4 separate regions of the Mus musculus genome follow, and regions 1, 3 and 4 are each linked to region 2. A link is a contact called in public promoter capture Hi-C data. All regions are on one chromosome and are shown on one strand. The core of a region is the stretch at or near the end of the contact, and the rest is flanking DNA. Distances in the headings are between cores, read along the strand shown. Region 1 holds the start of Farsb (phenylalanyl-tRNA synthetase, beta subunit). Region 2 holds the start of Stk11ip (serine/threonine kinase 11 interacting protein). Region 3 holds the start of Rpl37a (ribosomal protein L37a). Region 4 holds the start of Pax3 (paired box 3).

Region 1 (3,304 bases), core at 511-3,010, 3.0 Mb before region 2:
CATCCATCTATAATTTCTTAAAACACGCCTATAGTGACATATCAGGGGAAACAAAGCGGCATTTTAAATCCTCTTATGAAGTATGAGAGTTAATGTTATGGTCAAATGCCTGAGTTAATAGATCCCTTAATAAGTAGCCAAATACTGTTAGTTGTATGTTTCTGAGAGATGAGCATTTGAGTTGGTGAACTCAGTAAGTGCCCACTTACTGGAATTTAGGGTCAGAAAGCTACACGTGGGACTTGCCATAAGTGGAAATTAGTGCAGTGGAAAACTTATTAAGAGTTATGATGGCCTAAGTCTAGCCTCAGTTCTGCTTCCTCAAGTGAAGGGTTCTCACTTCCTCAGTGTTGGTCCTTGCTTTATTTTCTCTTGAGGAAGCAATGTTTCTGCTATGCCTTACAGGTTAGGTGAGTCCCACAGTCCATGGCTGTTTTATCTTCCTGCTTTGATGTATTTGTTTTTTCATGGCTGCTGAAAGGAAGTACTACAAACTTTTGATTTCAAACAGAAACTTGAGTCTGGTGAGGTAACTTATATTCTTGTCTTTCAGGACACCTTAAAACTCTGAAAATTTCTGGCCATCCAGAGCTACAGGATGAGTTCCAGGACTGCTTCAGCTATAGAGTTGAGCCTTTATCTCAAATCATAAAGAATAATGAATGAGATGAAACAGAACTTTGTTATATTCAAGTTCTGGAGGCAAGAAACCCAAAAGCAATTTCACTGGCCCAAATCCAAGTGTTTTGGGGGCTGCTGAATAGGCTAGGAGAGATTTCCCTCCTTATCTCTTCCAGTTTCGAAGACTACTGACTTTATTTTTTTTAGTGACCTTACTGGAATCACTGCCTTCCGCTTATTGAGTCTACAGTCAATTGCATTTAGGGCCCATCCTAATAACCTAGGCTAAGTTCCATCTCAAAACCCTTAGCTTATTCCACATAGGCTCTGATACCACATAAAGTAGCATTTGCAGGCTACACGGGATTAAGTCCTGACATCTCAGTGGCCCATGATTTGACGTACTGTCCCTCAGAGTTATTCTAAGGAGCAAATCTGCTCGTGCACTTTTTAGGCTGAGTACAGCATCTGACAGAAAAGTCCTGCGGTCTCTAACAACGCCTACCCACAGGGCTGCTGCTGCGTTCGAACAAGGCTCGGGTATAAAATCTGTAGTTTCAAGAGGGTTAAAGGATTAAGTAAAAGCCCGGCAGTGGTGGCGCATGCCTTTAATCCCAGCACTAGGGAGGTACGGATCTCAAAAGTTCTCGGAGTTCAAAGCCAGCCTAGTCTATAGTGCGAGTTCCAGGACAGTCAAGGCGACAGAGAAACCTGTCTCAAAAAAGTAAAAAAATGTGGCCTGTTAACAGACCTTGCCATTAGTATTTGCATATTCTTCTTTGCAGGAAGTCTTGCATCCGTTTACCTTGCTTTTCAAATACCTCTGGGCGGACTTCTCTACCTGGAAGTCCTTCCCACCAATCTAGCGCTCCGCCTACCCAACTTGGCATCTTCCCTAGGGCTTTGGGAAGCATCCAGGCCTCTGAGGTCTGTTCTCACTCTTGCCTGTCAAAATAGAGATAATTCCACCCGATTACACCTATTTTCCAAACTTTTTGGTTATCGTCACAACAGAACTATGTTAAATAATCCAGAGAGAGGTGTTTTCCTATATTCGGCTGGAAAACGGATGTGCAAATGGTTGAATTTAGACAGGCATCACGTGAGACAGCCCAAGAGCGGAGCGTCGGGTCCTTCACTCTAGGGTCGCTGAGGCCCCGCATGTGGCGCAGGCGCAGTGTCCACGACTCGCCATGCCGACTGTCAGCGTAAAGCGAGACCTGCTCTTCCAAGCCCTGGGCCGGACCTACAGTGAGTGCCCGCCCCGTGGCTTGGGCTCGGTGCCTGGGGAAGTCTGCTCGCCCTGCAGAAGAACGTGCTGGCGGCGTTCATGCCGCTACGTGGGGTTTGGCCCGGCACGGCCAGAGTCCTCAGGGGCGCGCTGCTGGGCGAGGAGACTCGGCTGCGCTGAAGTAGCTTCTCGGAACCAGCTCCGCGGTGGCTCCGTTGCATCATCAGCGCGTGTCGGGCTCTCCGTGTCATTCATTTAGAGACCGAGCTCCAACTCCGTGCCCAGCACGGACTTTGGTGTCGGGACACAGACGAGGAAACGTACCCTGGGTTCCATCACAACTGTAGGCTGTGGAACCAGATTGACAGCGAAGGGGAGACGTTTAAGAAAGATGCGGGTCTCACTATGTAGCCCAGGCTGTTTTCGAACTGTCGGTCTTCTTGCCTCAGTTTCTGAGTGCTGGGATAACAAGCGTGTGCCACCAAGCCCGGCATTGGCTTTATTTTAGTGTTGACCAGGCTCCAGAAGTGTGTCAGGCAGTGTTTGGGAGTAGAGCTGTGCACATGACACATACATGAGAAAAATAACAAACCATGATGTTAGTAAAACGGTTTATTGGACATGCTAAATGTTTCTGGGAAAGGAAACCAGGTTTTGTGCAGGGGTAGCATTTGATAGTTAACATTGATTTGACCCCTAAATGGAATCACTTCTATGGGCTTAGCATTCATGACACACTTCCCTCTTTCTCAGTTCTAAAACTAAACCATTGTGGGGGGGGGGGGAAGGGAGGTAAATATTAGTCAAATTATCATTTCCAACACAGATGTAGTAAGTTGAAATGGTATCAGCCTCACCCTGTAGTTATCAGCTTCTATAAAGGTCAGAGCGAGTGTTTTATGAGAGCCTCCTTGTTTTTGAGTATTAGAGGCCAAAATTAGAGGACAAAATGGAGCAGGTTCATAACACCACAGTACTGATGTCGTACAAGTAAACTTTTAAGATTTTTTTTTCCTAAGGATGGACTTTAGATATTACTCACCCCCTGTGTTTGTCGGATTTTGTCGTTGTTCTTTTGGAGACAGAACCTTATTCTGAAGTCCAGGCTGACTCTAAACTTGTGGCAATCCTCCTGACTCAGTCTCCCAAGTGATACAATTATAGTTGTGACCAAGGCCTTAGAAACAGGAAATCGCTTTGCTTTTGGAATGTGGTTTTAATTTCCTAACCAGTTTCCCTTATATAGTAAGCTTATTAATATACCTCACTTGCCCTGTTACTCTAAATCATATTCTCTCTCCTGGTGGTCACTGTCTCTGAAGTTCATATGATGGTGTGTGGCAAGATGAACAACTTGGAATCAGTTCCTAGTCAGACCCTTATCTATGGAAAAGTACCAGATTGTCCAAATTTTAAAAGACAATGAGGCTTATGACCTGCTCGCAATCATCA
Region 2 (3,132 bases), core at 5-2,504:
ACATCCATTAACCCCACCTTACAGATAGGAAAGCCGGGGCTCAAAGAAGAATCTCTCCTTTCTGTGTGTGTGGGGAGGATGCTAGGGATTATAAGTCAAAGTTTTGTACATGCTAAACATATGCTCTGCTACTGAACTATATCCCCAGCTCTCAAAGAATCATGATTGTGATCATTTAGCTGATGATGGCAACCACATAACAAACAACATAGTGCCAGGCGTGGTGGCACATGCCTTTAATCCCAGCACTTGGGAGGCAGAGGCAGGCGGATTTCTGAGTTCGAGGCCAGCCTGGTCTACAAAGTGAGTTCCAGGACAGCCAGGACTACACAGAGAAACCCTGTCTCAAAAAAAAAAAAAAAACAAAACAAAAAAACAAAACAAAACAAAAAAAAAAACAAAAACCAAACAACACAGTGATCTTTGCCATGCCCAGGCACTGGGGCAGCAACTATAGTAACACTATCTTTTGAACACTTATTATGCATGCATGCACTGCACTAAATAAGCTAACTAAAATCCCGCTATCTTTTGCGTTCAATACAATCCCTATGCTAACCTATCTGAGAAGAATACTGAGGGTCTAAAAACTTATCCAAGTCTGATAGAGGGTTGGGACTAACCTATGTGGGTCTCCAAATCTCTGGTGTCTAAGGTGCTTATACTTGGCTTTCGGTACAAGTGATTATGTTCTTGTCTGCAAGTGTTTAATCTATTAATGATCCCTTTCCTCTGGAGAGTTAAGTGCTATGAGAGATGGATAGAGTTTAGACTGTCAAAGGCATGACTGTAAACAACGCGTCACAAGGAACACACCCAGAAGACGCCGGCACCTCGTGACCCCGCCGGCAATGACTCGGTGATTCCCGGCGTTTCTGGACAGTATCGAACACACCTAGAACTCCCAACCAAATAAGCCAGAAGTCCACTCACCCGACTCCCGCAAAAGTCCCGCCAGCTTCCACACTACTGAATCCCGCGGAGCGGTCGTCATAGCCACGGGACGCTGGGGGCGGAGCCTGGGGAAAGGGGAAGCGGAAGAGCCTCAGGTGGGCAACAAAAGCCCAGAGCTTTCGTGCAAATGGAGGCGTCGCGCAATGTAAAAAGTAAGCATCAGCTAAAAAGAACGATCTCTCTGACCCCTTTTCCAAAAAGCATTGGGCCTCGGGAGCCCATGGGCCCGCGTAATTCGCACTCCAATCACTTTGGCAGCCGGGCTCTTTTAGGGCAGGAAGTCCCGCCCCGGAAGGCAAAGGACCTACCGGAAAGCATGCCTTCGCTACCGGAAGCCACGCCCTGGGCGAGCCGATGTGTCAGTAGGACGGAACTAGCCGGGATTAAGCCCCTAACGGGGCCCCAGGTCTAGCTCGGCTCTGGGTGGCCCCTTCGGCAGAGAGAGAAACCTGACTCTTGTTTGCAGACTGGGCGGGGAAGCAGAGCTTGGAGAAATGGGATCTTGTATTAGAAGGAAAAGAACTCATCCAAAACAAATACTGATCTTCCAGTTACATAGCTGTCCTGTCCTTGCGAAGTTCTTTTATATCAGCCAGAAGGGCTAAGGCTGGCAGGGATGCCACTCTCAAACCCCCTTTGCTGTCATAGTCCTCAGTCTCTAGACTTATTTTTCCTTAGGGTTTAGCACACTCTCAAATTGGTCCCTGGTCTCTGATTTCAGAGCTCTGGAAGCAGAGGCAGGAGGGTCTCAGTGAGTTCAAGACCAGCCAGCTCTAAATAGTGAGTTCCAGGCTAGCCAGGGCTGCATAGTGGGATCCTATCTCAAAAACAAAAATTAGTCACTGGTAATGACCTGAACCTGTATTTGTTTTGTTTTGTTTTTAACTGTATTTACAGCTCAGTACACCTAACTAAAAGTGGTTTTCCTAAATTTGAAAATAAAATATATCAATAATTAACAAAAGCAAGACTGTTGAGTTTTCTACTTCCAAATTGGCACTGTAGCTTTTTTTTTTTTTTTCAAGATAGGGTTTCTCTGTGTAGCCCTGGCTGCCCTGAAACTCTGTAAACCAGGCTGCCTCTGCCTCCCAAGTGCTGGGATTAAAGGCGTGCGCCGCCACCACCACCCAGCACCACTGTAGTTTTTACCCTGGCTCTTGGTCTGGCAGTTGACATCAACTTCTGGTCTACATTATGAAAACATTTCTTAGGATGGAGTGACTAGCTAGGCTTGGGAGGGGAATGTCTTTTATGAAACAATCCTTTCTAACACAAGAAAGTTAAACATGAAGTGTAGGACTGAAGAGATGGCTCAGTGAATTAGAGCACTGGCTAGGCTTCCAGAGGACATGGGTTCAAGTCCCAGTACCCACATGGCGGCCCACAGCCATCTGTAACTCCAGTTCCAGGTGGTTGTACAATCTCTTCTCATCTCCATGGGCACAGCACATGCATGGTGTAGAGGCATTCAGGCAAAACATTCATACATGCAAGTGTTTGCTTTTAATGAAAAATCTAAAGAGTAGAGTTGGAGTCAGTCAGTTTTAGAGGTGGTGGAAGGCTTCTCTAGCCTGAACAAACTTCCTATATACCGTCTCATGGATCTGGGACATTTTGTGCAATTGATAATCCATTACATAGCAACTGTCAGTCCTTGTTTATCGATCACCTGAAGCTGGCCATGGGGGAGGAGCCATAACAATCAAGTCAACTGTATCAAGCCAAATTCTCATAGGCAGAAAAAGAAACAAAAAACAAAAACTCATTCTTTTGATATCCTGATGTGGTGCCTTGAAACCTTTGCTTTTTGGCCTGGCTTCCGTGGTCCACAGTTATTGTGTGAAAATCCTCCATTCACATGGGTAGCCCCTCTCTCTACTCAGGTTTGTCCTACACTACCGAGCTTCCAGATAAGTGAACGAGAGAAAAATCAAAGAAAACAAAACTGTATTGGGGAGGGGAAAGCTAAGCTAAAGAAGCAGCAAGAGAGTAAACAGCCGAGGCCTGTCCTCCTCCCTGAGAGGCCCACTCCCCTTTCTGTCCTTGGCTTGCAGGCAAGGCCTTGGCTGCCTTCCAAAGAAGTCTCTCTCTCTTTTTCTCCCTCTCTTGCCTAAGTTACATTCTTCTGTAAATTGCTACTTATAAAATTTCTTTTAATCAAAGGGAAAAAGAAAATCC
Region 3 (3,266 bases), core at 341-2,840, 2.8 Mb after region 2:
ATGCTAAAGCTCTTAAGAACAAAGCAAACAATGACAGGAGGCTTCATTTCAACAACATCTGGCTCTGTCAAGGTCATAGCACTAAATATGCCCAAACAGCCTCCAATGTTCTATACAATCCCGAGTCAATTAACCTCAAACCATTTTATAGAAATAACTTGTAGTGTTAAGTCAAGTCCAGCACAAACACCAATGGACTTAGATCAACTGTAATTTTCCAAAGAGCATGGTGACTGTACAATTCAAAAGGAATATGAGAATCAAAGTCTGAACTTCTTCTTTTTTTTTTTTTCCCCCGAGACAGGGTTTCTCTGTGTAGCCCTGGCTGTCCTGGAACTCACTTTGTAGACCAGGCTGGGCTCGAACTCAGAAATCCGCCTACCTCTACCTCCCGAGTGCTGGGATTAAAGGCGTGCGCCACCACGCCCGGCTCTGAGCTTTTATCTATAACCATAACTTTGTTTTTGAGACAGGGTTTCACTGTATAGCCCTGACCAAAAACTATTAACTTTTAAACCCAAACTCATGATTTGCTTTAAACTAAAACAAATCCGATATGCACCAGACCTGGAACACGGGCTGTGCAGTCCATAGCCTTTCCTATACCACAGGAGAAAACACTCACTTGTAGGTCCAGGCCCCACCGGCCACTGTTTTCATGCAGGAACCACAGTGCCAGATGCCGACGGCTCGTCTCTTCATCTTGGTCTGTAAGTAGTTAAGATCTTGTTATGAAATATATATAAAAAAAAAATCCCTGAGACTTCCAGAGAGTAAACTATGGAAAAGCCAGCTTATCCATTAGCAGTTAAATTCTAGTAACCCAAGCAGAGTATTATTTACAGGCTAAACAGACCTCTTTGGGGTTGGTACAGATGCGCTGACATCGCTATCAATTTCCCAAGATCGGACTTTTTCCTCTCCAAACCATTCACCCTTAAGTTCCTCACTAGTTGCAAGTAAACAACGAATGCTCCGCAAAAAGCGAGCCCAAACCGCCTTAGCTCGGGAGCAATGGCACCCTCCTCCCTAACCCGAGGCCGACTTGCCTTGCCACAGAAGGAGCAAGTGTACTTGGCGTGCTGGCTGATTTCAATTTTCTTCACCATTTTCCGGAGGGAGGCACCATAGCGGGTCCCGTACTTGCCGACGATGCCGACCTTCTTGGTGCGTTTAGCCTGTTGACAGAGGAAAGGAACGGAGCAGAGACATTGAGCCAGTCGGTGCACGCCAACGCGCCGCTGAGCACAAACTCGGCTGAATCCTGTTTTCCCTCAAGCTCAACCATCAAGGAAGGCGCCCACAGAGCGCCAAAAGGCTCCAGATTGTGCATTAACTACCGCGCTGGGCCAAGCCCCGCCGAGCCGCCTCCGGCCGCGTACGGGGCTCCAGACGCCGGGAGAAGCCCGACAGCAGACAGGACAGGGACAGCACAGACTACCCGAGGTGGGCTGAGAGCGGGACGCCGGAGACTAAGGCAGATGACGATGGATAGCGACTTCCAAAGCGGTTACGAAGACACTCACCATGTCGCCGGAACCCAAGCCCAAGTCCGAAGAGGAAGGGACGCAATGCGCATGCGCGGTTTTAGACCGGCGAGCGGAAGTGACGCGACCTCCTCTCTCGGAAGTGAACTCGGTGTTCTGGCGGTTTATTCGCTGTCTCCACTGAGAAATGCATAGATGCGCAGAAGTGGTTCACGAGCTGGAAGCACATCCTTCTTAGCTTACACATAACCAAAGTTCTGCAGAGCAGATGCGATTTCTTGCGTTCTGCTCGCGAAGAGACGGGTTTTAGGTGGCTTGCCTTTAAGTGTTTAAAGCGCGACGTTTGTGACTGAGGCGCATTGCCTTCCCACTATATTATACTTCGGAAAATCGCCAGGCCGGGTGCTAGATGCTGGCCATAGTAAACGCCTAGGATCCGCTCCCAGGCCGAGTTACAGTTCGGCTGGGAGACAGTCATATTCGTCACGATTAAGAGTTACGAAATGGGCTGGAGAGATGGCTCAGCGATTAAGAGCGCAGACTGCTCTTCTGAAGGTCCTGAGTTCAAATCCCAGCAACCACATGGTGGCTCACAACCATCCATAATGAGATCTGATGCCCTCTTCTGGAGTGTCTGAAGACAGCTGCAGTGTACTTACATATAATAAATAAATAAATCTAAAAAAAAAAAAAAAAAGAGTTACGAAATGTTGCTGATCAGAGTTCTGGGGATAATGTAAGGAATAGAGGCTACTTGAACCCAAGACCCTAAAGTGGTGGTTCTCTTTCTTTCTTTTTTTGGGGGGGAGGGGAGGGAGGTTTGGAGACAGGGTTTCTCTGTGTAGCCCTGGCTGTCCTGGAACTCACTCTGTAGACCAGGCTGGCCTCGAACTCAGAAATCCGCCTGCCTCTGCCTCCCAAGTGCTGGGATTAAAGGCGTGTGCCACCACGCCTGGCTCTGAAATTTTTAAACACTTCTCTCTCCTAAGATTTTCTTAAACTTTAAGATTTCCAGTGGGAAATGATGTTAGTGTTTGATTTTAAAGAAGTCTGTCTTGGGGCTAGAAAGAGGGCTCATTGACTCTGCTTTCCACCCACATGGTGGCTCAAAAGTGCGTGTAACTCTACTTTTAGGAGACTCCTTGTGACCTCACGTGGTCCACAGATATGTGTACAAGAAAAATATCTATACATAGAAAATAAATAAATATTCGGAAAGATTTGTCTTTTTTTTTTTTTTAAAAAAAGAACTGATTCTCTTTGTAATGTGAAAGTTTGTGAAACTCTTAATTCTTAAGTATTTTTGTACATTATTTATTTAATTTTTCCTCTATTTGTTTTGTTTTCCTCTTGGAACATGTAATTTGGGGCTAGCATTTATGAGTCTACCATAATTTGAGATTGTGTTTATTTATTTATGTGTTTATTTGTATTGGGATTGAACCTAGGGCTTCATACATACTACCCAAGTTACTATAATTGAACTGTATACCCAGCCTTTTCTTATTTTTTATTCTGATACAAGGTCTCATTAAGTTGTCCAACTTTGAACTCCCTTTACAATTCAGGTAGTCCTTTATCTTGCCATGCCAGCTTTTTGAGTAGCTAAATACAGGCCCAGGATGGTTACATTGCTCTTTTTAGTGACTTTTAGTCTTTTTGACTCTAATTCATTGTAAGAAAGACATCTTACACAGCGACCCACTTCATACAAATCTAGTAAAATCAAGAATCCCATAAAACAGTATATGCCATTATGTGTGTTATACTCCAGTTTCT
Region 4 (3,118 bases), core at 551-3,050, 2.7 Mb before region 2:
CAAAGTGCTAAACTCGGCTCTGCTCAACTTTGAGAGGGCAAAAATCTTGGAAAAGTCTGGTTCCTCAGATGGCAAGGGTGTATGGTGCTTTCGAAAACAAGTACCCAAACTTTGAAGGACTCCAGACCAGGGGTAGGGGGAAAGGAAGTGAGAAAGTTTCCCGCCTTGACAAATTGAATTATTTTATATAAAACTTGGTTAAGCAGCTCTGCGGGCCAACAGCTTCTGGACTCTCTCTCCACTGTGAGCTCTAATGCTCCTCCCCAAATGTGGGTGGGTGGGGGTGGGGTGTCCAGACATTTTCTGGAGTCCCCAGAGGCCCGTCTCGCCTGCTCCCAGGGTCGATAAGCCCTTTTGACTTCAGGGGGAGCAAAGAGCTACCCAGCTTTCTCCACTGGGAGTGAACTCTTAAAGGGCCAGCTCAGGGACTTTGAACAACTACACGCACGCCCCCCCCCCTTGAGTTTGCCTTAATTAGGGGGTGGGCAAGTAGGATTGGGGGCCTGAGTTCACATCAAAACTGTCAAAGGAGATGGGGGGGGGGAGGACATGGAGAGAGGGTTGGAGGATTCAGGGGCAGGAAAAATTCAAATATCATAAAAAGAAAAGGGAACTTGAAGCCCAGAAGTCATTGTTTCCTTTATTTCAAAGGGGAAAAAACCTGCCTGATTCTCATCCTTTTGATTGATTAAGGCCCTGAATACCTCTCGGCCCCAGAGTGACAGTCCCTGAATAGACTTGAGGGAATAAAGAGCAGCGCAGAACGTGGGGCTGGCACGGGAGGGGGGTGTAAGGGAGGAGTGTTCGCTGGCACTTACCAAGTTATAAATAAAAGGCTAGGCACAATGGTACCTTCTCTAAGGACAGACAGTCTTTACAACACTCCTGGCGTCATATCCTGCTGGGGACACTTCAGCTCCTAGCCAAGACGTTGCTTCTTTTATTTTTCCAGCAGTTTAGTCTGAATGCCATAATAAATTCCTGAGAACAAACGCTGCACCCGGGCAAAACCTCAACATATAGATGCAAGTGCATCGGGGATGAATGTGTACGTGGAGATTTAAAGTCCCCGCTTCTCAGAAGGGTTTTTAAACCAAGAAAAGGAGCTGGCTTCCCCATTGCTTGCAACTTGGAGCCCAGGGGAGGCCTAACCTCTTCAGTCTCTGTCATGGCTATGCCACCTGTCTTTCATTCCCAGCCTAAGAAAGACAAAAGGACCTTCTGGGCACATCTTGGACTCTTCCTGAGAGATGCCTTTCTGGGAGGCTCACATAGGGAGCTCAGGCCCAGAGGCAGACCAGAGAAAGGAAAAGGAAACACATCCGGAATTCTCTGTGCCCCTTTCCAAATTTGCTCCACCGCCATCTCCGTATTAGTAATCCCGAAGCGAAATCCACAGGTGAAAAGCAGGGGCAGACAGAGGAAATAAGGGGCGGATATAGCAAGGTTTCCAGAGAAAGGCGGAAAGAGATTAGGACAGAGTAATAGAAAACCAAGATGATCAAGGCTGAATCTCATGTAGAGGGACAGGGACACCGCGAGCCTTTTTCCATCCTCACTGGCTCTTGCCACCCAAGCTGCCTCTCCTAGTTTCAACCTGTCCACCCTTCTCTTGAGAAAGGGACACAGAGCTAGTCCCCCTCTGGGTCGGCGGAGGCCTGGGGACCGTCAGGGATGGGAAGAGAAAGTAGCTTCTGTCGCCCAATCAGCGCGTGTCTTTGCCACCCGGGACGGTCTCCTCCTCGGCCAATCGCAGCTCAGGGCTCCTGATCAAGCTTTGGGTGAAAGAACTAATAAATGCTCCCTAGTCCGGATCCCTGCACTCGGTGTCACGACGGGAGGAGACTTGGGACGTGTTCCTGCCTCGTCACCACCCTCCCTCACCCGATCTTCGCGGTGCAGTGAGCACCTTTGCCAGTAGCCCCAGCTGAGGGGCCGATCTGCTAGACTCGCACCAAACTCGTCCGCCCTGGGCTTGGGATCCTGCACTCAAGGGACTCCTCTGGAGCCTGTGGACTTGGATCTATTAGCGCCCCCCTCCCCGCGCCCCGCCTCCCTCTCTGGCCTTTTTTGGGGGAGGAGCTCTCCGAGATCCGGAGAGTTCCCGAGGGTCACCCGCCGCACTGTGCTCGCTTTTTCGTCTCGCCTTCACCTGGATATAATTTGCGAGCGAAGCTGCCCCCAGGATGACCACGCTGGCCGGCGCTGTGCCCAGGATGATGCGGCCCGGCCCGGGGCAGAATTACCCACGCAGCGGCTTCCCGCTGGAAGGTATGTTAGGGCCTCAGCTCGTCCGGATCCCCGGGCCTGGGATTGGCTGCCGCACCCCAATCCTGGTCTCCAGGGCCTCCACTCGTGCCTTACCGGGAGCCTCTTCCCGTGGTACTTCTCAACCCAAGAAGCAAAAGTGGGGAGGGGGTTCTCGTGGAGAGCGGGAGAAGCCCCATTTCACGTTCTGGCTGCAAACGGAGTGCTAAGCTCACTACAAGCTCTCGGAGCTTGCCTGGCCTGCTCCTGCCGGCTCCACTTTGCCCTGTTGTTTCGGAATTGCTGCCGTGAGAAAGGTGAACAAGCTTCGCAGCGCCGGAAGCAAGTTCTCTTTCTGTTCACCTAAAGTTGCTACGAAATTGTGCGGGCTGCGTTCACTTTTGAATAACTACTATTAGTTCGGCAAGAATTTTCCTGCTGTGAAAAATTCTGGTGGCCCTTCCTAGTTGAAAAGTTTTAGCATTGATTAGCAAATTCCACTCAACTCAAGTGGCATCTCGAAGTTTCTAAAATGGTTGGCAATGCCTTTCGGTTTGCTTAAAGGTGCTGGGAAATTTCGGGGAGGTAGAAATTACTGCAAACCCGAACCCGACCAAATAATTTGGGAAGTAAAAGCAGGAGACTGGGGTTCTGGAGGAGCCCTTCGACCTCGATCCAGAGTAAAACGTGACGTGCAAGGGCGGTCATTTCGGCAGTGGTGTCCACAGCTAGGCTCGCTGCCATTTTTATTTTTTAAGTGTAACAGGTGATACCTGCTGTCACCTGTGTCTCCTTTCGGGAGCCTCCCCAACCCTTGCCTACTATACCCTTATCGGGACCTCTGCCTTCTCAGGACTTTGAGGCAGTTATC

The links. Promoter capture Hi-C pulls out the DNA fragments that hold promoters and counts their contacts. Capture Hi-C pulls out chosen DNA fragments and counts their contacts.
Region 1: a contact with region 2 is called in a promoter capture Hi-C map of adipose tissue, with 4 times the contacts expected there. The contact joins the promoter of Farsb here to the promoter of Stk11ip in region 2. A contact is called at or near these places in 2 of 115 datasets of contacts at active chromatin or transcription factors (astrocytes and large pre-B cells) and 2 of 9 other capture datasets (adipose tissue and liver).
Region 3: a contact with region 2 is called in a promoter capture Hi-C map of liver, with 4 times the contacts expected there. The contact joins the promoter of Rpl37a here to the promoter of Stk11ip in region 2. A contact is called at or near these places in 2 of 39 promoter capture datasets (liver and pre-B cells), 3 of 484 Hi-C or Micro-C datasets (B cells and CD4 T cells), 3 of 115 datasets of contacts at active chromatin or transcription factors (large pre-B cells, regulatory T cell precursor and thymic regulatory T cells) and 2 of 9 other capture datasets (adipose tissue and liver).
Region 4: a promoter capture Hi-C map of embryonic stem cells shows a contact between it and region 2, with 4 times the contacts expected there. The contact joins the promoter of Pax3 here to the promoter of Stk11ip in region 2. A contact is called at or near these places in 1 of 39 promoter capture datasets (embryonic stem cells) and 2 of 115 datasets of contacts at active chromatin or transcription factors (both in embryonic stem cells).

The regions. Positions count from the first base shown.
Region 1 is chr1:78,487,353-78,490,656 of GRCm38.p6, reverse strand. It overlaps Farsb (phenylalanyl-tRNA synthetase, beta subunit), which reads left to right and starts at 1,760. Exons shown (of 17, transcript NM_011811.4): 1 at 1,760-1,872. The coding sequence starts at 1,815.
Region 2 is chr1:75,519,651-75,522,782 of GRCm38.p6, reverse strand. Stk11ip (serine/threonine kinase 11 interacting protein) reads right to left here and starts at 1,254. Exons shown (of 25, transcript NM_027886.3): 1 at 1,141-1,254; 2 at 934-1,019. The coding sequence starts at 994.
Region 3 is chr1:72,709,584-72,712,849 of GRCm38.p6, reverse strand. Rpl37a (ribosomal protein L37a) reads right to left here and starts at 1,590. Exons shown (of 4, transcript NM_009084.4): 1 at 1,527-1,590; 2 at 1,050-1,178; 3 at 626-708. The coding sequence starts at 1,529.
Region 4 is chr1:78,195,818-78,198,935 of GRCm38.p6, reverse strand. Pax3 (paired box 3) reads left to right here and starts at 1,800. Exons shown (of 8, transcript NM_008781.4): 1 at 1,800-2,271. The coding sequence starts at 2,187. RefSeq lists cis regulatory regions at 471-693, 849-1,081, an enhancer at 471-1,081 and a promoter at 246-2,236.